Linked DNA regions of Sus scrofa: region 1 is linked to region 2. The links are chromatin contacts, called in public Hi-C maps. All regions are on one chromosome and are shown on one strand. Each heading gives the region's core, a stretch centred on a gene start, on an enhancer-like site or on the middle of the called end of the contact. The rest is flanking DNA. Distances are from core to core; before and after follow the strand shown. Region 1 overlaps LOC110256592 (classical arabinogalactan protein 7-like). Region 2 has its middle 55 kb from the start of T.

Evidence for each region. A called contact is a pair of places that touch in the nucleus more often than the background predicts.
Region 1: a contact with region 2 is called in a Hi-C map of omental adipose tissue, with 1.9 times the contacts expected there. The contact joins two enhancer-like sites. A contact is called at or near these places in 1 of 5 promoter capture datasets (fetal skeletal muscle) and 2 of 47 Hi-C or Micro-C datasets (embryonic fibroblasts and omental adipose tissue).

The regions. Positions count from the first base shown.
Region 1 is chr1:2,899,074-2,904,595 of Sscrofa11.1, reverse strand. All of the region lies in intron 1 of LOC110256592 (classical arabinogalactan protein 7-like), which reads right to left. Among named protein-coding and RNA genes, the nearest start is that of MIR9831, 8.1 kb to the right of the region's middle. Within about 2 kb of position 3,590, at least 2 of the 83 cell types and tissues checked have an H3K27ac peak or open chromatin away from gene starts, as enhancers often do. A contact at or near this core is called in omental adipose tissue, where this site is marked.
Region 2 is chr1:2,769,149-2,774,445 of Sscrofa11.1, reverse strand. No RefSeq gene overlaps it. Among named protein-coding and RNA genes, the nearest start is that of T, 55 kb to the right of the region's middle. Within about 2 kb of position 1,500, at least 1 of the 83 cell types and tissues checked has an H3K27ac peak or open chromatin away from gene starts, as enhancers often do. A contact at or near this core is called in omental adipose tissue, where this site is marked.

The DNA.
Region 1 (5,522 bases), core at 2,341-4,840, 130 kb before region 2:
CAGCTGGGCAGCAGATCTCCTCCAATCACCCCGTCTCATCATGTCCTTCTCTTGTCCCGGGTGGCCACATGTCACTATATTCCAGAGCATGCAGTATCATGATAAATGTACAGTAGGCTTTCCAAAAAGGGACTCTGAGTGGACATTCCGGGTATTTTTTAGAACATAAGTTGGGTTTGGAATTGCAGCAAACTTAATACTATGCTCTAGCTTCTAGCTTCAAAAATTGTATATATGGACTCTGAATTTGTTTCTTAGCATATAGTCACTCGATGCTTGGTTGACTCACTGATTGCTTTCAGCTCAAAGTTGACAATAAACATTCTTTGTTTGTGGCTTGAGTTTACTCAGTACAGCCCAAATGACGTGTTCATGACCCTGGTCAATTTTGCCTGCCATTATTTGGTCTTCTTGTCCTTTACTTCAGGGACTAATTATAAATTTGCAACACCTCCCAGATGACTGAAGTTTCAAAGAATTCTTTGAGAATAAAATATGGCTTGATTAAGAGTTGGCTCAATGACAGCTGATTTAGGAACTAAGAGTATTTGCCAATGGAGGTCAGACGCTGAGGAATATCATATATCTCTCTCTGAGACATGTTTAACTTGGTTTACAGCAATTTGGACGAAGCCCGAAAAGGCATGTTTATCAAATCCGCAGATGACAGATTTATGAGATGTTGCTAACATGATAAACGACAGACTTGAACTACAAAGGCCTCAACAGGCTAGAACACTTGACTTAAACTGCAAGATGAAATTAAACAGATATATTGTCAAGGCCTGTATTTAGGATCCAAAAATCAATTGCACAAGTACTGGATAGGGAAAACCTGGATTTATAGCCATTCATGTGGAAAGATGTGGGAAGAGTTTCAATAGACCACAAACTGCATGGAGCCAAGAGCAGATCTGGCTACTGTGAAAAAGACCACCATTGTACCGCATCCAGAGAGGAGGAATAAACAGAACAAAATAAACCATCATCCCAGTGTGCTTGGGCTGGCCACACAATCTTGTGGGGATTATACTCCATTTGGAGGGCAATATTTTAGAACGGAAACTCTAGAAAACACTTCGGTGTGACTGTTCGAGACTTCGAGGTGTCCTAAAACTGACGTCCTAAGGAGGGAAACAGGTCCTGGTCAGCCAGAGGAGTGGCTCTAAGCCCGGTTAAGTGTCAGAAACACCTAGGCAGATTCTGATGCAGGTTGGGTGCAGAATCCAGACATCAGCATTTTTAAAAGATTTCCAGGTATTTCTGATGAACAGCCAAGACTTAGAGCCACAGGCCTAAGGAATAAAGACTGAATTCCTTAGCTTGGATTTCAAAGAAGTATATGTTTGCCTTGAGACTACCCTCCTACCTAATTCCCACTATCCATTTGCTGTGGATGGAACTGTGTCCCCCTAAAAGATATGGTGGCGTTCTACCCTCCAGCGACTTCATTTGGAAGTAGGGTCTTTGCAGATGTAATCAGGTTAAGATGAGGTCATACTCTACCAAAGTGAGTCCAATTCATCGTGGTTGGTGTCCTCAAAAGAGGAGAAAACAGAGACACACAAACACCAAGGGAAGGCGGCCATGTGAAGATGGAGGCAGAGACTGGAGCGGTGCTGCCACAAGCCCAGAGACACCTGGAGCCACGGGAAGCTGGAAGGGGTAAGACAGGGTCCTCCTCGAGAGCCCTCGGGAGCACGGCTCTGTCGACACCAGGATTTTAGGCATCTGGTCTCCAGACCTTGGGACTTTTCATTTCTGTAGTTGAAGCTGCCTAGTTCATTACAAAGGCCCAGAGAACTACTAAGGCACCCAGGGTCCTCGAGCAGCAAAACAAGAGTTCCTCCTGGCCCCTTGTGCCAGTCCCTCCTACCTTCTCCCGCACAGTCTCTCAGCCTCCCCAGCCTCCCACGTCTGAGTCCTACTGACCCTCCACACGCCTGCTCCGCCCTGAGACCACATGGACCGCCACCCGGACACCCCTCAGCAGCACTTCGTCTGATTGGCCCCCTTGCATTTGGGGTCGGTGCTGCAGCACGTTCACCATGTCCTAGCTCATGCAGGACAAAGCCTGTTGCCCCTACCGAGCCACGAGATGCCAGAGGACAGACTCTGTGACCATCATTTCAGTAACCAAAGCACCTAGCGCCATGCTTTACACTTAACATGCACGTATCAAGTATCTATTAAAGGTCTGGAAACATACAAGGAGGCAGCTAAAAGACACACAATAGCTACCTTGAGATGTTTAACCATCAGTTGGACAAGAATGTGGGCATTTTGGGGTTCCAGAACCAAAAGGAACTTGGAGAAGCAAACGACCCTCCTCACAACTCAAGAGTGTCCAGGAGTGAAACAAATTGCCTAGAGAAAGGATGACCCCTCTGTGTCTGGAAGCTTAATGCAGAAATCATTGCTGTTTGGCCAGGGCTTCCGCAGCTAGGTTTATAAACTGAGGTCTGGAGATGAGTTCCAGAGGGGAGACATTTGTGTGTGGATTTAAGAACTTGAGTCTGGGTGAAACCACCCAGAGACAGGTGTGTGTAGACAGAGGAGTGGGGGGAACCCACCAAACGGAAGGGCAGGGCCTCCCAGCATCTGCTGGGGGAAAGGTGAGGAGCCGGAGCAGGAGAGTGAGCAAGAAGGCGGTGTTGGGGCACAGCCAGGGCAAGGGGAGGGTCTGCTGTGTCTGCACAGCCGCCCCTCGCTTCTTAGGTCTCCTCGCTGAGGCGCCTGATCCGGAGGCCTCCCAGGACCACACAGCTACTGCTCCCCCAGCGGTGGGCACCCCAGCCCCTTCCCCTGCTCTGCTGTTCTGCGCAGGCCCCCTGGAAGAGCCCACATGCCTGGCTCATCTTCTCTTTCCCAGCTGAGCTCCAAGGTCACATAGCATGGCGACTCACAGATCTGGGTGCTCCCAGTGCAAGCATGCTGGCTAATTTAGGGGACAGCACACAGCAGGTACCAGCATTTAGGTATTTTGTTGTTGAAAAATACTTCTGTTAGCAACTTACAGAAAAACCTTTGAAATCCTAATGGTCTCCCACATTTTGACTAGAGATGACATTTCATGACAATCAGATCCAACGTACTAGTATCAATCTAATTTCCACTCATTCATCAATTCATTCTACAAAGATTGAGACCTATTGTGAACAGCCGGTGTAATACATGCTGGCGATAAACAGTGATGAAGAGAAGCAGGCCCTGTGCCTCCCCTCCGCCAGCTTCCAGTCCAGTGCAGAGAGGGAGATTTCACAAAACCCAGCAAATACCTTTATAATTACAAACGTTGATGTGTGCTCTGCAGGAAGAGCACAGGGCACTCTGAGAGACATAATTGCTGTGGAGCCCTTTCTGAAGAGGCCTCATTTCATCAGAGACCTACCCCTGGCAGTTGGCAGCTCTGCAGTTCATTGGGAGGTCTCCAGGAGGTCACTCCAGTGGTTGAGGCCAGGAGTTTGCTACAAAATCAACTGCAGCCACCTTCCTGGTGTAAAAATAGCATCTCCCTCTGCTTACTGCTTACGGAGTTGGGTTGCTCAGCAACCTGTTTTTTTCCTTTCTTTTTGACTCTCTTTGTACACTAATTTTTCATTGGCCCTTTGCGTAATTCGTCAGGAAAGGCCGATTGGTCAGAGCAATCTGATAAGTCATGCTGGCAAGAGTCAAGGGGACTGTGATGCCAGGAGGGTGGAGGCAGGACTCCAACAGGCTTGCTGAGGATGCAGGCCACCTGGGCCAAATCCCGGGACCTTGCAGCCCCAGCCTCAGGGGGAAAGGCTCGGGCTGAAGGGACCACGGGGGTCTTCCCACTTATCACTCAAGAGTAAAGACAACCAGTGGGCAGGAAGTTGCTTTTCTCTCTTGTATGCACACAGCTAACAGGAAAGGACAGGGCCTTGAAGGTGGAGGTTCCCAGGCTACGGGTTGAATCAGAGCTGCAGCTGCCAGCCTACGCCAGAGCCACAGCAATGCCGGATCCGAGCCTCGTCTGCGACCTACACTACAGCTCATGGCAATGCCAGATCCTTAACCCACTGAGCAAGGCCAGGGATCAAACCTGCATCCTCATGTATACTAGTTGGGTTCGTTACCACTGAGCCCCAACGGAAACTCCAAGCAAACGCAATTACTATATGATGTGATAAATACTGTAGAGGAGGGGAGAAGACAGCCTCTAACTTAGCTTGGGGGAGTATGAACATCTGTGAGTGAGTGTGAGTCTTGGAAGACCCCCCTTCCAAGCCCAGTGAGTATGATTAGTAACAGAAAAAAGAGTACAGAACAGATCAGTGACAAAGTTGAGTCCCCCTTCCAAACTCTATTCTCAAGGCCAAATTCGATCACGACTCTGTAAAGAAAACTGCAAACGTCCCCTTTCTTCAGCACATCTCATACACAGGTGGCTACCAGGTAACACAGCAAAGTCACACAGAGTGAATAGAAGACATTCCCTGGACTAAGCAGAATACTGACGACAGGGTGTGATTTTCCAAGCAAGCTAGTGATTAAAACCAGGCTTTGGTCTTCTCTTACCTGGTAGAGAGATCCCGTTTCAGGTCACTGGTATTGTGTGTGGGCAGCAATATAGTGGGAAGCCGAGAGCATGAGATCGAGAATGTTGAAGTCCCAGCCTGTTCAGCACCTGCACACACACCGAATTGTCAACCTAATTCTTAACGGCAAGTTTCGGTGATTCCACACTCACCCAGCAGGAAGCGCCTTCTCTATGGGATGGGACCCTGTTTTCATTTTCCGTCACATCTTCAGCACCCAGCCAGGTACAGCATGACACCAATGTTTCCTAACACTAGCTGGATGAATCGATGCATGCACCAACGAACGGACTCCACGCCAAGCAGCAAAGGGCGGGTTTTCTTTCCTGTTATCCTGCCTCCACACCACGGATCTCTTCAAACACACTTTGCAGAGCAAGCCATCTAAAATATAACAAATGACTGTGTTCTCTTCTGTTTTAAGACATCCAGTGGCTCCCAGAAACACAAGTAAAGCCCAAGGTCCCGAGCAAAGCTCTGGGCTTGGCCTGGCCTACCTCCCCATCCCTGCGCCCCTGCCCACTCCCGTCGCTGTCTACCCTGCACCGATGGAGAATGGCCCAGTGCTCCCACACTGATTTTTCAACTGTATCCTGATTTTGGCTCTCTTCTCTGCCTGGAGTGGCCTCCTACCTCTCTCAGCTATTCCTTTAAGACTCATTCTAGAAACCAAGTCTGCCAGGAGTTCTTCCCTTTCTGTCCCGTGGTGCTCTGCTCAGGCCTTCTCACCTGGCCTTAGAAATCAGCAGAGGCCATTAAGATAATCAACTTTTCTTGCTACCTCTCCACCAGATGGTATAATTCCCCGGAGTGGATGTGTTTTTCTCATTTTATTTGTTCCCATTACTAAGTACAGTCCTGTCACATAAAATTGTGCAATGATATTAGCTGATCTGATATTCATTGTTAAAGTCTGAGTATCTAGAGATATTCATACATTCCCTTGTCAAAGTGGCTTTC
Region 2 (5,297 bases), core at 251-2,750:
CGCATGTGCATGTGCGTGTGTCTGTGTGTGCGTGTGCGTGTGTGTGTGTGTGTGTGTGTTTATGTTATCATCCTCATTAGCGTCATTATTCAAATCTCCAATTAGCCAGGTTCTCTCTTTCTCCCAGAGATTGGAGGACTATTGAAATGCACCGTCCATTGCATTTTGTCTTCTCACTGTTTATCTGAGTGAGTCCTCTCAGTGTATAGTCAGCTTTCTTTGGAAACGTTTCTTACAGTTACCTGAATTCCTTTGAGTTTGTTCTCTCATTGGGAGTATCAGTAAGCTGGTCTACGAATGGTTGTTTCTCTCTCTATTCCATCATGTGTTGACTCACCTCTGCGAGTGCATCTTCTTTTTCTGTTTGGTCTGAATTCCTGTGAGCTTTTCAAGTCTGCTCTCCACATGTCTGATTCTTTGTCACAGGGCACGGGTTCCCCTCGGTAAGCATGGGTTTTAATTCAGTTATTGTGAGTTTACCTGCTCTAATCCTTTCTCAAGAGTTCCTATCAGTTTTTAAAAACTTGGTGCAGGGCGTTCTTGTCGTGGCTCAGGGGTAATGAACCCAACTAGTATCCGTGAGGGCCGGGTTCCATCCCTGGCCTCGCTCAGTGGGTTGAGCGTCCAGCGTTGCCATGAGCTGTGGTGTGGGTCACAGACAGGGCTCGGATCCCGTATTACTGTTGCTGTGGCTGTGGTGTAGGCCGGCAACTGTAGCTCAGATTCGACCCCTAGCCTGGGAACCTCATGTACCACAGGTACGGCCCTAAAAAATACCAAAAAAAAAATCTAGGGTTATCTTATTTTTACCTCCTTGTCTTTCGGTTCGGTTCAGAGTGTTGAGGTGAACTGTTCTCTCAGCTCAACTCTTCAAACTTTCTGATCTTGACTCTGTGGTTGCTGCTCACACACACAGAAGAGCCTTTACGTTTTTCTTCAGAATCTTGGAGTAGAACGTTTTGTAGATGTAGCCAGGCTTCATCTCTCAGCCACATGGAAGGTTTGACCCGGTCACTGGTCAAATAACGTTTCTCATGGGCACCTGGGAGGCAGGCCTTGCACGAGGCCACGACCCCATGTCTTCCTGCTCCACCTGGGGTGGCCCTGCTCCCCCCAGGCCCCGCCTGGCACTGAGCGCCCTCCCCACCTCCATCTGGGTGTCCTCGCAGGAGGGGACTCTGCTGCCCTCGGGCCGGCACTTCCGGTTCCCTACGGATTTGCTTTCTGGGAGGTGCTGGGTCCGAATGGAAACAGAAAGACAGTGGCGTGGGGGAGAGGAGGGGATGGGACCTGTGGTCCTTGGCGGCCTCAGAAAGCTCTCTGGACACAAGAAGGCCAGCTGCCCAGTGGGGTGTCACAGACCCTGAGTGGGGGGCAGAAGGGAGGTGGAGCCAGGGATCTTTTGGGGGGTAAAGGTCCAGCCACGTATAGTTATTATTTTTTACAGATTTCTCGCTGACTCTTCCCACAGGCTGTCTGGCAGTTGGGCCATTTGCTTTAGAGTTTGTCACCGCAAGGGGCCAGGTTTGCTGAGTGTCCCTCACATGCCATAAGGTGAGCAGGTCTGAGAAAGAGAGAGAGAGGGAGAGGAGAAACAGTGAGCCTTTCACTCTTCCCTTCGCCCCAATCAAGAGATGGGAGGCGTTCCTGTCGTGGCTCAGTGGTTAACAAACCCAGCTAGAATTCATGAGGATGAGGGTTCGATCCCTGGCCTCTCTCAGTGGGCTAAGGATCTGGCATTGCTGTGAGCTGTGGTGTAGACCAGTGGCTACAGCTCCAGTTCGACCCCTAGCCTGGAAACTTCCATATGTCATTGGTGTGCCCCCCCCCCCAAAAAAGAAAGATGTGAAAGAACCCTCCTTCAGTGTCCACCCGCCACTCTGCTTTCTGCCCTCTATTCAGGTGGCATGAAGGACAATGATATGAATGACTCTGAAGTTGCCCGGGGACAGATGGAGGAGCCTTGTCCACAGCCAGCCCTGGAGGCCAGGCCCCGTGTCCCCGGAGGCAGGAGCGGAGGGCGGCAGTGATGGTCAGGCCCGCTGTCCAACTGCAAAGCCACCTTCTGGACAAAGGCAGACGCTCACCAGAGTTTGCCATCTCACGCGTTTTTTCCCCTTGCTGCATATCGCCTGTGAGTTATTGTCTGAGGAAGAACACTTGGACTTGGGGGCAGCTGCCTCCATGGACATAGTTTTAAAGTCTATTTTATTCCCCAAAGAAAGGAAAACAAGACCAGCAATTACAGGGTTCATAAGTAAGTCCCCGGAAAAGAATTTGACCCCAAGTCTTCCAATCGGAATTCTTTTGCGTTTTCTTGTTTTCTCTGGCTTTATCTAGAAATTGAGAAATGTCTGTTTTGTCTAGGTGATGTTTTAAACCCAGAAAAAATTTTAACACACCCTGGCACAGTCTCGTTAAATTCATGTGGGAACTGGCTTATCAAGCAGATATCTGATGCCAGCACTGACAGCAACAAGGTCACCAGGTCCCGGAAGGTTGTTCTGGGCTCAAGTCTCCGTGACCCCTTGACGGAGACCTTTTTGTCCCATCTCAAATGGCAGGGGTCAAAGCTGGGTTAAACCCATGTCCCTAACTACCCACCCCGTTCTCTTCCTACCAAACAATGAGACTCCTCTGTAATTTCCCCACGCTATTCTTGAGAAAATCGTGGCTATCTACATGGCTGTTGGGTATATTTTTCTAGAGCTTCTTCCTCTACAAAATTTTCAACATTTTGACACCTGACATTCTGACAATTGCTTCTATTCAAAAATAAGCCATTTCTTCAGGTTTTTTCCCTTTTCCTAGAAAGTTATCTTAGACTATACGTTCTTAAGCAATTTCTAATAAGCATCCATATGGCATTAGGAAGTATTATGAAATTAAGGATATTTCTTCAAATCAGGAAGGCATACATTTGAGACTACCAAAGATTCCAACCACCAAATCCTTTTTTCCACAGATTTTTCCCAAACAAAACTTCTGTACTTAAAATAACCAGAGTCATATGTACCTCCAAATTTTGTAAATATTTCTGATTTCATGCGTTTCTTTCCCCCTTGTATTTGAAAACCAATTCTTTATGGAAACACAAGGAAATGCTAGATGTGGGAGGTGTGAATGGTCTCAGCTTTCAGCCTGTAGCCCGGCTACGATGTATTTCAGCACCACGTAGAAATAGCTAGTTTAGAAAATCACACATTTTACAATTTTGGCATTACCCATGGGAAGGGATCAGAACCAGCTGTTCTGAAGCTCTCAGGAAATGCATGGCGATCAAATTATTACCACACTGAAGACCTCCAGACAGCAGAGAGCCTCTTACTGAACCAGGAATGGAGCACATTTTACTGAAGGTTGTCATTACTTCCGGCTATAATGGATACACTTTCAATTTGATGCGCAACTTTAGGGATCTTTGACGCCAATAGCACAGAGCTGTAACTGGCTTCTTGAGGGCACACAGGGTCCGGTTCCTCTGGCGTCAACATAGAGGTGGACCTGGTCTGGAATTGCTCTGGTACCGTCTTGATGGGGCTGCTGGGAGGGAGGGAAGAGGGAGGGACTGCAGCTGCCATCACTGAACAGAGAACGCTTGCACTTGCTAGTTATGTGAGAGGTAGATCGCGTCTGAATTACACTCAACAAAGCTATGATCACTCCGTCAATCTTTCCACAATCTCGTGGTACGATAGGATGAAGGATGAAATACATGCTACATAGGGAAAGGAATGCCGAACTCTTCCTGAAAGAAAGGGAAAACTTCACAGAAGTCATCTACCTTTGTGGAGCTGAGACTTGGAAGATAATTAGAAATTTTCTAGGCAGCTAAGTAAGAGGAGAGCATCTCTGGCAGAAGAGAGACGACGAACATGTACAAGAAAGCACTGGCCACCCCCAAGAAGCAATACCAACAGTTACGAGACCAAAAAGATAAAGAAAAATACACGTATAATTGGAAATGAAGGATGGGAACTTGGAGACATGAAACAGTAGGAGAAAAAACACAAGGTCAATGTGGAAGCAAGGTCAGTATACCAAACGTGTCGTTAAGTTGATGAACACTTGAAAATTTGGTCCTATATTTCCACCCAGCCAATGAAAAGAAGAAAATTCAATCAATAGCTTAATTGACAGCACATACAAAATTTTAAAGAATTAGGTGTTCCAAAGACATGCAGGTTAATATAACTGACCCTGACATGTGTGTCTCCAGCGTCTAATGAGGGTGATTCTTTGGGATGCGGTGTGCAGTACTCTTGACAACACCAGCATGTTAAGAAAACCTTGAAAGGAAAATAGTTCCCCCTAATGTAGGCATAAAGCACAACAACCAAAGCTGGGTGAAAGAAATTCTCTTTGGGTTCAAAATAATGCAACCCAAGGCCACAGTTCTCTGATGGTCTGGCAGAAAGACTGGTGGACAGCATACCCTTCAGGTGACATGCAGGGTGGTGCCCTCCTTGACGCTTTGAGGTGGCATCTAAAGTCAGATTCAGTGTTTTCCTCAGAAAGCAACTGTGGGTCGATGACAACACAGAGAACAGCCAAGGCGATTTCAGCTTAAATTAGACAATCCCGCAATGTCTAGGCTGGGTTCAAGGACTGGATGGAATACAGACTTGGTTCAAGGTTGCTTATACTCTGCTTTACTCTCAGATCAGCAAACAAGCACTGGGGGATACAGAGCAGCCAGGAGAACAACCGCATGGCCTGAGAGCTCCTGACTGTCACCAGGGGTTCGCTGAGATGGAACCGAGGCTGACGCCATGGAAGGAAGTCGGGCTGCTCTGTTGCAGAGACCACAGGGAGAGAGGAAGACGCTGGCCTGCTGGCCTGCTCTTCCAGCCATCCCCGCAGAAGCACCAGGTATGTCAGTGGAGTCACCCTTTCCCTGAGGGAACGACACCAGTAGATGAGCAGAAGAAACACTGAGCTGAGCCCAGTCCAGATACAGGTTCCTACACAAACCACTGGCCACCGGTTTCAGCCACTGAGTTTGGGGCTAGTTTTCCACATGGCATTAGATTACTAAAAGAGCTCCACAGTTGGAAAAAATCAAAAACAGATATATCCAAATACCCACAAAGAACTGCCCCCTTCCCAAATCCATAAAAGCAATAAAACTTCTGCTTATTAAGCATTGTTACTTCCTGATGGGCCAAATAAATCAAAGGGTTGTGTAGGCTGTGTCCAGTATATTAAGTGCTTCACGGTTTTTTGTGGTTATGGAACCAGAAAGTCCTTTTAGTAAAGGATTGTGTAAAACAATTTCCACACAAGATACACATCTG